Linked DNA regions of Mus musculus: region 1 is linked to region 2. Evidence: chromatin contacts called from public promoter capture Hi-C data. All regions are on one chromosome and are shown on one strand. The core of a region is the stretch at or near the end of the contact, and the rest is flanking DNA. Distances in the headings are between cores, read along the strand shown.

Region 1 (6,861 bases), core at 259-2,758, 110 kb after region 2:
TGAGGGTTAACTAAACAAATATTTACATGGTAATTTTCATATGCCAAGCCCTGTAAGTGCTCACTCCATAAAGAATGAATCTTTCAACCTTTACAGCAAACCTGAGAATTACTATCATCGTCTTTTTAGTGTGAGCCTGTATGCATGTGTGCTTACACGTGAGCGTTGTGTGTGTATGTGATGTATGCATATGAATGTGTGGGTGTGTTCATGTGGAGGCCAGAGCAGAATGGAGGATGTTTTCCTATATTGTTCTTCACCTTATCTTGGTCTCTTAAGCTCACCGACTCAGACTGGTGGGCCAGCCAGTTCTGGAGTTCCACGGGTCTTCCTGTCTCCAGCACTGAGACACTAAGATTACATGCCCGCATCACCAGGCCCGGCTCTTTATGGAGGTGCTGGCATCTGAACCCAGGTACTCCTGCTTGCATTGCAAGGACCTTACTGACCAAGCCATCTCCCCATCCCCCACAGGGCACATTTGTTCATCCATTTATCCCTAATGTTTACGTACCCGACAAAGGTAAGGCCTCACTCTAGATGATTCATAGAGCATCTTATGTGCTGTCTGTTTTGATTCAAATCTCACATGGTCCTCCAGGGTACTTGTGGGCAGCTGTTCCTGTGTCAATTAACTTAAGATAAAGCCCCAAACACACGCCCAACACACACACAAACACACAAGCAAGCACACATATGCACACATGTATGTATGCACACACACGCTTAAAATCATAAGAGGAAGATAACAAAAATAATGATTTTTGCCTAACCTTGTTTATTATGGGAAAACTTTAAAGGTTTCCTTTAAACACAGTGGGGCCCAAATACAGCTGTTTGTAAGCCAAAGTTGATATTGTCTGTTCCTGCCTTAGCCTCTTAGCTTGACATGGAGAAGCAAACTGACTTACCAGAGAAGCTTGGCCAGGGTAGGGCTAGGGAGGGAGAGATGGGAATGGGAATAGGGCTAGAGATGTCTTTGCCATTTCACCAACATCTCAATCCTTGGATACAGGGGTGTGGCTTCATCTGGACGCTTAGAGGGCAGGGGTCATAGCTATTTGCCTTATTTCATCTTTGGCAGAAACATTCTTTGGTTTTGACTCATGGCAAGGCCCATTTTCATACAATCCCACCATGGCGGATGGTCTCAGAAAGGACACCATCTCTAGACTGACCCTTTTGGTTCAGAAGCCCAAAGCAATCACTTTGAAAGGGCCATCTTTGATGTACAAAGGCTGCGAAATTTAGGCCAATGCCGAACATTCCAAATGCCTCAGAAGCAGATAGATCGTCCTATGCCGGCCAAAGGAAGCCTAGGACAATGCAAAAATCCAAGGGAAGGGACATCGTAGTGCAGTCAGGGATCAAAGGCTTGAGTGAAGTCCGAGCCTCTTCAGAGCCGCCTTGGCCCTCCGCCCACGGTTTCAGCCCTGCACGGTTCTTTTTTGTCATGGAAATGAAGTTCCTTGAAAGCAGCAGATGAATTAATGAGCTGAAGATCCCAGGTTCCAAGTGGCATCTGTTCTTTAGCTCTGGGACCATCACCCCCTCTATGAGATCGCTGGGGCTGCTCTACAGCTTTCATTAGACTTCTAATTTAACACTCAGAGACGGACAGTGGGGGGAGTTCGTAATGGGCACGATGTGTGGCTCTCCTCAAGCAAACAAAAGTAACGCCAGGTCAGGCAGGAGAGGCGCGGCTGCTACCGAGAGATTTAAATAAAAAGCAGGGGCTGGGGCGGGGAGGGGAGGGCAGGGGGTGGGAGATACTTTGAGAAAGGGCACTTTATTTTTAGAAAAGAAAAGGAATTAGGAGATAATGGTTGCCACAGCAACAGAGCACTGCCTATATTCCATAGGCCCGGCTTTAACAGAACGGATTCCCTGGGGACTTTCGGAGAAAATATAGATGGAAATAAAAAGGCTGTCCAGGAACAATGTCGCACATTAGTCCAGCTGCCGTTTCACTGCCATTTTCCAAGCTCTTGCACCAAGGCCCTGCCTTCATTTAAAAACCCATCTCCGCATTTGGCGGGAAAAAAAAAAAAAGCTAAATGAGAATTTTATTTTGGCTTCCTTCCGCCATTCCTAATTGCGCTTTAAAAATTGAACATAGTCAATAAACAGTCACTTCATAATAATAATAATAATAATAATAATAATAATAATAAATAATAATAATATTAAGCAGAGAGGAACCTGGGGATTCTCTGTTGGAGAAGGGAGAGATGCTGAAGGTGACATTGACAGGATTTTGAATTGACCTAGAGGGACCCATGAACTGGTCGTTAATGGCTGGAGAATAGAATAGTCAAATTTTTGTGTTCTCTTGGAAGTTTAACTCTGATGGCTTTTTTCCCCCCCTTCTCTTTCTCGTGTGCATTTGTGTATGTGATGAGTGTGTTCATATGTGGGCATGTGTAGAGGCTTGGGGTGGACATGAGGCTGTCTTCTTCAATCACATCTCCTTATTGGTTTGATTGTTTGTTTACTTAAAGCAGTGTCTTTCACAGAATCCAGAGCTCAGCTCTTTGGCTAGACGAGCTGGCCCAGAAAACCTTCAGCTGTGCCTACCTCTGTCCTCTAGTACTGGCACTGCAAAGATGTGCCTCTGTGCCGTGCTTTTACAAGGGTGCTTGGGATCCAAGCTCAGGTCTTCGCACATGCACTGTGTACTGGCTAGTTTTGTGTCAACTTGACACACCTGGAGTTCTCACAGAGAAAGGAGCTTCAGTTGAGGAAATGCCTCCATGAGATCCAACTGTAAGGCATTTTCTCAATTAGTGATCAAGGGGGAAAGGCCCCTTCTGGGTGGGACCATCTCTGGGCTGGTAGTCTTGTGTTCTATAAGAGAGCAGGCTGAGCAAGACTGGTAAACAAGCCAATAAGGAACATCCCTCCATGGCCTCTGCATCAGCTCCTGCTTCCTGACCTGCTTGAGTTCCAGTCCTGACTTCCTTGGTGATGAACAGCAGTATGGAAGTGTAAGACAAATAAACCCTTTCCTCCCCAACTTGCTTCTTGGTCATGATGTTCGTGCAGGAATAGAAACCCTGACTAAGACACACAGCATCCACTTCACCCACTGAGCCATCTCACCAGCCCCATAAATGTTTTATTTTTTGAAGACTCAGATATTTTATTATAGTAATCGGAAGCAAACACCCCACATGTTAAGATGATTCTACAGAGAGAGGGGGCAGGGTATTTTAAGAAGCTATTTTATGAAATTGTGGTGTTCTACTTCCAAAATCTGCCGGAGTGCTAGCAGAGAGCAAATCTGCTAGGGAGTTCCATAGATGTGACAGTACTTGGTTGTGATGTGTGATGCTTTACTAATCACCAGGTGGGTTCAAATGATCGGATTGGTAGGAGTTTCTCCTCTCATTGACATTTTGACTTTATATCCTTGAGGAAAGATAATATCCTATCTGAGTCCTTAAAGAATTCAATCTCTGAGTCCCCAAAGCATTAAAAAAGTTCATTTAGGGCTGGAAATGTGGTTGAGAGGGTAAAGCTCTTGGCTATGCAAGTGTGAGGACCTGAGTTTAGATCCCAAGCAGCCCTGTAACTAAGAGACCCATGCTTCAGTTTAGAGGACCCAATGGCTGTGCCTCTTACCCAACACCTCTAAGCTTTCAGAGGCCCTCTTCCATAGAAAAACCCAAGGCAGGCCAAGCATCTGTTGGTGCCTTGTCTGTCACCTGATGAACATCTGACCAAGGCACTGCTCCCGTGGGGATGAGCTTTTGCCAACTAGGTTTTTTTTTTTTTGTCCCTGATTAATGGGGCAAAGAAAATGGGTTTTATAAGCATGGGGAGCTAACCACAGGCAAGGCTGTTCTGGGGATGCAAGGCTTCAGGGAAAATATTTTCATTTCATGAACTTTTGGGGTACCCATAACACTCTGAGAGCCCTCTGCAGGCCAATGAAGAAGACAGTTCCAGATGGTTAGTCTATAACTATCATCATGGGGGACATGATAGTAGTCAGACAGGCGTGGCGCTGGAGCAGTGGCCAAGAACTCATATCCTGATCCAAAAGTTGGAGGCAGAGAAAGAGGAGAAGAGAGAGAGAGAGAGAGAGAGAGAGAGAGAGAGAGAGAGAGAGAACAAACTGGGAAAAGGCACGAGCTTTTAAAACTTCCAAGCCTCCTCCAACATGACCACACCCCCTCATCCTTCCCAAGCAGTTCCACCAACTGGGTACCAAACATTTCTGTGTAAGAACCTATGGGGGCATTCTCACTCACCCTGCCACAGATAGTCTCCTGTTTGCAGAAAGAGACTGCAAAGGGCAGGTTTTAGGACAACCGTGGCAATTTGATGGTTTCCCCTTCACTCCTCTACCATGTTGTGTTAAGATTCTACCTGTAGTATCATAATCTGCTGGTGGTGATCTACCCCTAAGGCAGCTTCCTCTTCATTGGATAGTCCCCCTTCATTAGCTATGTTGGTGGGGTTCTTTTCCTCCAGCCCCACAGCTTTACTGAAGCTGTGGCAGCTGTTACTGGAAGGAAGCAAGGGGGAAAACACACTTTCCTCTACAACAAAATGGAAGATGAGGGGAACACCAAGGGGGATTCTCTGATCTATAACACTCTGAGAGCCCTCTGCAGGCCAATGAAGAAGACATGCAATGGCATTCCATACTATACAGCACAGATGGATCTCTTCAGATAAGGACAAGCAGAAGCCAGCCATGAATATCATCAGCACACTGGTTCTGTTGGTAAGTAGTTCAGCAACAGCCTAGGCCGTCCCACTGAGTGAGTTCAAGGCCAACCTGTACTTTAAGGATTCCTTGTCTCAAAAAACTTTTTAAAGGACGAGGGCTAGGGCGAAGGAGTTCTATGATTATAGATATCAGAGTAATAGTTACCTTTGACGTTGGCTTCTCTAACCTCAAAATCTAAAAAGAGTTGGAGGTAGGTGTTTGCTAATGCAGGTGTACTTGGCTCCATAGTCACATAGCCTGCCAACAGCAGACACTGCCATTTGGAAGCAAAGAGAATCATGTGTACATTCATGGAGATACCCAAACTACTTGAGTGTAAACCAAGGCAACCAGAAATGCCACATCATGAGTTCTAGGTTAAAAAAAAAAAAGTCTGAAAGTCTAGGATTCATTTCTGCTAACAATGTTGAATAGGTATAGTCTGAGGAAATGTTAGTCTCTCAGTCATTTCTGGATTTGAGTTTGGTCAAGTGTTTTTATACCTTTTCCCCATCTTTACCCTCTTACTCTCTGTTCTTTTATTTGTATTCTCTCTCTCTCTCTCTCTCTCTCTCTCTCTCTCTCCATCCCTCTCTCTCTCCCCCCCTCTCTCTCTCTCCCTCCCTCCCTCTCTCCCTCCCTTCCTCCAAAGCCATGTCCTAAAATAAGCTAGTTGGCTCAAGCTCATAATCCCAGTTATTCTGGTGGCAGAGGCAGAAATAATCACAAATCTAAGGCCAGCCCAGGCTACAGAGTTAACTTAAGGCTAACCTATGTAATTTAATGAACTCTTGTCTTAATTTTTTTTTTTTAGGGGCTAGAGAGCCTCATGAGTGTAAAAGATCTTAGATTCAATCCCCAGAACTACAACAGTAAAGAGAGAGAGAGAGAGAGAGAGAGAGAGAGAGAGAGAGAGAGAGAGAGAGAGATGGAGACACAGAAAATATGTAAACTGTGCCTTCCAGACTTGATCCACTTAGCTTGAGAAAGTTAGGAGGAGAAAATAAATCCTGAGATCTAGAACTTTGCAGGTCATTGGAAGTTCAACTCTCTGAACTATTATGGGGGAGGATGCTGTGTCTGTTGCTGCCACTGCATAGCTGCTTGGTGATGAGGTGACCTCAAGGTAGCCCTGGGCTTGCAATTGGCATTGGGTACCAAACTTCTTGGTAGTATGTCCTCTCCTCTCCTCTCCTTCTGTCTCTTCTCTAGACACTATCTTCATAGATGGGGGAGCATGGTAAGTGCTGTGTGTGTGTGTATGTGTTGGGGTGTGGTAAGTGCTGTGTGTGTGTATGTATGTGTGTGTTGGGGGCGTGGTAAGTGCCGCAGGTGCATTGATGGGATCCTGAAGGTTGCTCTCCGAGTGACATCACTGATGGCTCTCCCTAGACCAGCTCTCATCATAGAAGCATCCACAGCTCTCTTGGCAGAGCATGGGATGCTAAAATGGGGCTGGTGCACAAATGGTGCCACCCACGGCTACATCTTGCTGGCATTTCTGGGGAGACATTCATTATACCATTACTCCCTATGCACTCACTGTGGAACTGTCCCAGAAGAGTAACAGGAGTCCCAACAGTGGGCTGCAGGAACATGGTGTCCTTGGGAGCCAGCAGGTGGCTAGGTTAGCTTCATGGCTCAGACTACATGGCACTGTGACAGTTTGCCTGATGGTCCCAGATGTCATAGCCGTATTAGGGAATGACCTAGGGCAGACTGACATCCAGCCTCCTTTCAGCCCTCAGGTTTGGACAGGGACTTAAGAAGGAGGGCAAGGAGATAGCTATATGAACAGGCAACCTGTGGGGGAGCCCTGGGATCAGGGACAGCTGGGTGGTCATTCTCAGAAGAGAAGAGAAACTCAAGGTAGAAGAGCCAGGATCCCCAGGCACTGTCTTCTTGATTCAAGCTTGAAGACAGTTCCACTTGAAAGTGCTGAGCCTAGAAAAAGCTTGCTGCTCTATGATGTTGCTGAGACAAAGTCTTATGATAGAATTTGAGGACACAGACTTTGAGTTCTGCCCTCACCTGCCATGTTTCCTGTATCATAATGAATGGGGTGCAGGGAAGGAACCGCTCTGAATAAAGCCTAGTGGGGTGGATGGGCCCTGGGGATACAGGCAAACCAAGCAGGTCCC
Region 2 (7,131 bases), core at 2,228-4,727:
GAACTTTTGATAATATCCACTACTTTGCAAAATAAATGTTGGTAGGCAATAAATAACAAGAAAAACATAATTTAAACACTACCAGATCCTTTGGGGAAACCAGCTAGCAAAAGTTTCAAAATACAAACCAGATCATTGATAAGCCTCTTACCCTAAATATAGAACTTGCAACATAGTATAACAGTCTAAAAACTGTTGCAAACACCTACTAGAGAAATTGAAACAAACGAACTTGAAACACGCGCACGCAGGGGAGAGCACAAAAGGAAAACATCTTGTATTATTTTGGCATTGAAGTTCACATCTAAGTATAAACAAGTTATTGGAATAATTAGCAGTAAAAGAATAATGCCTAGAGAAGTGGAGTACACACAGACAAGGGCAAAAGAAGGCAGACAAATATAAGGCTGCAATAAAATGTCATATCATCCTCGGTGACAGTAAGAGTATAGAAGCATCAAACAAATAACAGACTATTCAAACTTTAAAACCAACATAGCACTTACAGATTTAAAACCAAATGATAATTGCCAGTTCACTTTAGAACAGTCTCAGCCTAAAGTTATATTTCACCAACAAATCACAAGGAAATTTTAAGTAGATATAGAAATAAAACTCATGAAAATATTTTCATTAAGGCTAATTAAATCATAACATGGCTTTCTAACCATCTGTTACATGCATGAATGCTGTATCTTCTGCTGTGAAATAGTGAGAAATTACTGGAGTGGTTTCTATGCTTACAGGTTAAGCACTGAATTGAAAAAAAAACAGGTTTTAATATTTGACTATTCTATTTCACAAGAATAATTTGTCATTATCTGAAATACAATTTCCAAAGTACTTCCATTTCTCAACTATATTCTTAGTATTGTATTAAATTTGTGCCACAATCTTTAATACACTGCATGGTTTCAACTTTACTGCCCACAACAACTTTTCAGATCTTTTTAAATTGCCATAAATTATATAATAATATATCGTTTGCATCAAATCACAGACATGTAGAGTATGTTTGCAATTTGAAGTGTTTTGAGATGCATGTATGGGTTGCACAACTTTTGCACAAGACAAAAGTACAACCTTCCTTACAGTTTACTCAAAAAAATATAAAAACCACAGTCAGCGTAGCTCAGTGAGCCAGCGCTTAACCATTTGTGAGGCCTATTTGTTCAATCTGCAGTATGACCAAAAAAAAAAAAAAAAAAAGTCAAACAGTGTGCTATATAACACAGCCTCTAACTACTGCTAGGAGAATGAAGGCATAGCTTCATCTTCCTCTCAAATAAACCCCATCAAGTTTTGGAAAACTTCCATACAAACAGGGTCTTGCACTCATGATCACACCCGCCATATCCTTCACGTCCTCACCACTAACTTAATTTAACCTGGTAATATCTGGTGGGAGGCTGCTACTCAAAAGCTATTCATGTAGTTTTGTAAAGCTAGAGGCCCAATCCATACAGAAGGACAGACATGGCAGGACAGAGGGAAAAGAAAAGAAAATGAGATAACTCTCTTCTTGGGGTGAATAAGATGGGAAATTACTATTAACTTCTGTTCAAATTAGTGATTTGGGGCTTTCACTAGGTCTCATGCCTTGACTACCACTACAACAGAAAATTCCTAAATTGAGAAAAATAAAACTGCTTGTCAGATTCCTTTCCAAAAAACTAGAATCTGGAAAACCTTCACTGCAGTGTCTAATGAACAAGAGAATGATAATAAGCCCCCACCAAGCCTTCCCTTCTCTGCAATCTTATATGCTGTTAACTTTTACTTTGTTCCATCCCAGCTGACCTTCCAATTGCCTGGGGTCCCCTTCCCCCTTATATATGTACAGAGAGCTAAAATAACAATCTCGTAGAGTTTCAGCACCAGAGTGTCTTGCTTACGCTGCATCAAACCACTATACTGATTTTTGATGTGCCTAATTCGAAACATCCACGAAGAAACAAATATGCCTGCTCACAGAACCCGGGTCAAGAACACAGAAGCAACAACATAACACACTTGCAAATTTTTCTGTAATACATTCGCTTTGTTGGAAGACAGAAATGTGCTTGAGGCAATAATCAATTCAAACGCTCCCAACTTTAACATTAGAGTTCGACTGAAATGTGGAAAATTACCCTTTATATGTACAGCTTACCAAACATCTCGGCCAACGTTAAGATTCAGATCAATAGAGAGCAAGATACTGTCACCCTGTGATTGAAATTACTAATAAGAAAGTAAACTTAAGGTTACTCTGATGAAGATAAACAGAATCGGAAATCGGTGTGGTAAAGGTTATTTCTCATAAAAGACATACCCTCCAAGTGCCTTCCAGCGTGCGAATTTTAACCTCTAGTGAATTGCCTTCCGAGTAACACATGAGTTTCTTTGCTATCTGCTGATAATTGCAGATAGTGAAATCTGAACTAATAACTACGGCCAAGAGTTGAGTACCGCAGAGCTTGGGTTAGTCTTCTGTCAAGTGTTTCCTTTCCCTAGCGAAATAAGATTTCCTTTTTAACAAGAAACCAATCACGGAGTCTAAACTCCTGATGTTGATGGAACGGAAAAGGTCACAAATCCAGTCAAGCGAAGGCCTGCGGAGCATCCGTAGGCTCGCTCCCCTAGAAAAGGGCGCTGCGGAAAGCGGAGTGGTAAGTGGGTGGGCTCCGAACCAGATAGATGCACATCGCTGTCCTGGGTGATGCCCCTTTGCGTGAACGGCCACGACTTCCAGAAGGACAGGCAGCTGCAAACTCCGAGGGCGCTCGGCAGGGGTGACAGCGGTCCCCCTCCCACCCCACCCCTCCGCCTCCCCGAGCCCGTACCTGATGATGTCGTCGCTGTGGCCGCGGAAGAACTTCTGCCGATGCTCCCGCGGACTATACACCACGCCGACCCCCGCCACGAAGTACACGATCTCCTTGGCCGCCGTGTAGTAGAGGTTGTTGCGGCACTGGTGGCCCCGGTAGCCGTACACCCACTCGAGCCGCAGGTGGCAGCTCGGGGCGCTCCGAGCCGCCATGTCGGTGCGCCCACCCGTCGCTGCGGCTCGGGCCCGCGGTCGCCGCCGGGGCTGGGTGACGAAAGCTCTCCCGCTGGCGGCCCGGACGCTCCTCTAAGCCGAGCCCGGCAGGTGCATCTCGCTTGCGTGGCCGCCGCAGCCGCCGCCGCCGCTTCAGCCCACGGGCGGGAGGAAAAGCCTCGCCTCACCGAACATGCTGAGGGCCGCGAGCGCCGCCGGCTGTCCGGGAGCCTCGCGCGTCTGGGAGCTCGCCGTGTCCCCTCAGCCCAGTGCCTTAGGCTGGAAGACAACCAAGCGAAGAGGGGGGACGGGGACGCGCCTCCAGCCCGCTTCTTCTCCGCCCGCCCCGCGCACCGGACTCCCCGCCCGGGTCACCTGCGGCGCTCCGGTCTAGCCGCTACCTCGCCTCCACAGCCCCGGCGGAGCCGCGCCGCGCGCTCCCGAGCCCAGCTGAGTGGCGGGAGGGCGGAGCCGCGCGGCCCCGCCCCTCCCCTGCGCTAGCCCCACCTCTCAGGTGGCCCCGCCCCTCCCGGAGTAGAGCGGAATCAGAGAGCTCCCTGCTCACCACCACCAGGCTGTGGTTAACGCCCCCCGCCCCCCCGCCCCCCCCCCCCACGCAGTCCTCCCTACCAAGATCTAAGCACCCGTTCCCACCCTCGCGAGACCTGGATTACCCCACCCAGATTTGGATTCCTGTTGCTGGGTTTGCTTGCTCAGGAATCTCTGGGGAATCCCGCTTGCCCTTAGACCTCAGCTATTTCATATGCCAATGAATAACACCAGAATAGAATGTTCACTTTATTCTTTAATCGCCTCCTCCATACCTTACATATACGTGTGTGTTTGCTTATCATGGTGCTCTCTGGTCCAGAAATTTGGCAAGAAGAAAACCTAACCTCGCAAATGTGCTTTTGACACATTAGATACACTGTCCTAATAAATAGTCCTGGATTTGTTACTACTGTTGTTCAACAGGCCTCAAACTCATAATCCTCCTGTTTTTGTCTCCTGAATGCTGAGATTACAAATGTGCATCACTGTCCCCACCAAAACTCCGAACCCACCCCCCCCCCCCACGCACCCCACCACCACCCACCCCCACCCCGCTGGCAGATCTTTCAGCTGCTGTTTTGGATAGCAGCAATTATCTCTTGATTAAAATGAAGAAGGGCATGTTTTAAAGTAATTGTGAAATCAGATGGCCTAAATAATTGTGATCAGGTAGACTACTCCTGGAAGAGATGTTGACTATGTAACATCTATGTATGCTTAGAAAAAATTAAATATTTGTTGCCGTACATCGTGAAATATTAATCACTAGCTACATATAATTTTTATGAGGTAGGGTGTAGAAGAATAAGAATTTCTCTCTGTACAGTTTTTTTTTCAACACAATGTTTTACAGATCCCATGGTACATATTTAAGAACTTCAGATTAATACTAGATTTAAATAATTTATTTTCCCATTATCATATTTTCCATTGCAATTTTTAATGACCCAAGGGTAGAGTTTGAAGCAAAAACATTCTTAATTAAGCCATCCTCAGATGACAACTTAAGACCAAAAGAGATGACGGAGGCACAGCGGTGGCTGGAAAGTGAACCATTCATGAATACTAAAGAGAGGAAAGCAAATCTCACCAGTTCTCTATGCGATCTGTTAGCAGGGTCATGGCAGAGAAGTCAGTCAAGCCTTTACCCTGGACAAGGTGTTACCGCTTTCTGAAAGTCATGCAACCAGACCCCAGATATGGATCAACAAGTAAACATCTGGTGAACCATTTACGTAAAAGAACAATAATCCTTTGGTAATCTGATGCCTCCTAGTCCAGTCTGAAGCTACATAGTTCAGACATGTGGGGTGTATTCTAAAATTCAAGCAAATGGAGTTATTTGTGGTTTTCTGTTCATGTGTTGGCACCGAGATATGTATCCTCCAGCCTATAAAAGAAATGTAAGGTCAGCCATGGGCTGATGGCTAAGAAGGTGAGTGCTTGCTGCCCAAGTATAAGAACTGAGCTTCGCATCTCCAGGTCTCACATAAAAAGCTGACTGCTAAGGAGGCAGAGACAGGTGTATCATGGCGGTTCACTAACCGTAAAGCCCAGCTAAAACGACTGAGGCCCAGGTTCAGCGGAAGACTGGGCTAGCAAAATGGTTCAGTAGGTAAAAGAGCTTGTCCCCATATCTGACAACTGTAGTTTGACCCCTGAGAACCATGTATATTACAAAGAAGCAACCCATGCACATTGTCCTCTGATTCTCACTTACACATGTGCCCCTGGTAGTCACCAATAAATAGATAGATAGATAGATAAATGTGATTTTAAAATTTTAGTAAGATGCATAGAGGAAGACAACACTGAGCTCTAGCCTCTCTACCCATACATGCAAAGGCATGTCCGCATGCATGTGTACATACATAAACAGATATACACATATGAAGTAAAGCAAGTGAAACATACATTGCTGAAATTTGTGATATTATAGCTATTGACTTCATGCGTTATAAATTATAATAGTTTTAATTTCTACAACCAGGCCTTTGGTCACTCTTTTTTGTGTACAGAACTTAACACAGATGTTCCTTATTTTTATCTCAATCATTAAATGTAAAACAAAATATTATGTACTTAAAATAGGAAACCTCTTGTTTTTATCTGAAAACAATCATTTTCTGATACCTGTACTATATTATTGTATTAGTAAGAATTTATTTGGTTATATGTAATTGAAAGTCATTCCCACTGCCTTAGATTAAAGAGAATTATAATGTATCAAAAGGCCGAAAAGTACATCAATGGACTTGAAAGCTAAGATGCCAATAATTAGAATCAGAACCCGGCCATTAGACTTAACCCAGATTTACCTGGTGTTGGTTCAGTTGCCAGACAAGCAAAATAATTGCCAACAGCTCCATCTATAGACCAATCCCCCTTAGCTTGGAATCCCTGTGGAAATAGCTTTTTTCTTTTGGCTGTCCCCTGGAAACTAGTAGACATCATCTTCATGGTCTCTAATTAGCTGACGTGAGTTGTGGATCCCCCTTAGAAGCCACAGAGTAGTAGTGCTAGGTGGGTCAAAGCCACAGGAAGAGAGAATGGGAAAGACCCAGCCTTCCAGTTTAAGAAGGGATGGATGCCACTAGCGATCCTCGGGGTTGGCTTGGATGCTCTATCATCCCCTGTCTTCATCTACCAAACCAAAGACGCCTGCAATTTAATTAAAAACAGGTGTAAATAAATGCAGCTCTGGGACAAGGCTCCTTCTAAACCAGACTGGCACCCAAAACTCCTCCTGTGAAGGAGAGCCAGATGTCAGACTGGCAAAAACAACAGATGTCCCCTGCCTGAGAACAACGATCCCACAAGCCTACTAGACTCCACCCAAAGCTTTTATAAATTGGCATATAATCCAAATAAAGTAAGTCCCATACCAAATTATCTTTTCCTGCACACCAACACACCTTAAACATCACCTTTTTTTAAATAGTAAATTAAAAAAAAAAAGAACAACTACTATTACCTTAGTTATGCAGATTGGCAAGATGAGTTTCCTTTTGATCTTCAACGCTTCCCGCCTCCCAAACATGGCTACCAAGTCCTCACTGACTCCCACTCCTGTCTCTACATCAACACTCACTCTCCCAGCCGCCCACTGCCACAGTTCAGTTCAACTTCCAATTCCCTCTTCTTTAGAGTCTGAATTCGCTAGTGCTTGAATTACCTGTAGAAAGGAAATTCTGTGTCTGGAACCTTATGATGGCCTTCTTTAGCTCATCAATTCCCCACGGAGAATTCATCCAATATAATAGCCAAGACTGGAGAAGCCTGGTATGGTGGTAACACTGTTAGCCTAGCACTTAGGTGGCAGAAGCAGGCAGATCTCTGTGACTTTGAGGCTAGCCTGGTTTGCAAAGAGAGAGTCCAGGACAGCCAGGACTGTTACACAGAGAATCCCTGTCTTGACAAGCAAATAAAAATAAAAATAAATATTTATTACAGTACTCGTTTAGCACTTACTAAGCTCAGCATTACAAAAAAAAAAGGAATAAAAGTATTTACTATAACACATATTAGGAAAATAACAATGTAGAACCCATAATGCC

The links. Promoter capture Hi-C pulls out the DNA fragments that hold promoters and counts their contacts.
Region 1: a contact with region 2 is called in a promoter capture Hi-C map of hippocampal neurons, with 2.0 times the contacts expected there. The contact joins the enhancer-like site here to the promoter of Eml5 in region 2. A contact is called at or near these places in 4 of 39 promoter capture datasets (the 3T3-L1 cell line, HPC-7-derived erythroid cells, embryonic stem cells and 1 more), 3 of 484 Hi-C or Micro-C datasets (cerebral cortex, embryonic stem cells and nephron progenitors), 1 of 115 datasets of contacts at active chromatin or transcription factors (embryonic midbrain) and 1 of 9 other capture datasets (liver).

The regions. Positions count from the first base shown.
Region 1 is chr12:99,009,878-99,016,738 of GRCm38.p6, forward strand. No RefSeq gene overlaps it. Among named protein-coding and RNA genes, the nearest start is that of Gm40554, 11 kb to the right of the region's middle. Within about 2 kb of position 1,509, at least 46 of the 459 cell types and tissues checked have an H3K27ac peak or open chromatin away from gene starts, as enhancers often do. A contact at or near this core is called in cerebral cortex and hippocampal neurons, where this site is marked.
Region 2 is chr12:98,898,007-98,905,137 of GRCm38.p6, forward strand. Eml5 (echinoderm microtubule associated protein like 5) reads right to left here and starts at 3,478. Exons shown (of 44, transcript NM_001081191.1): 1 at 2,826-3,478. The coding sequence starts at 3,022.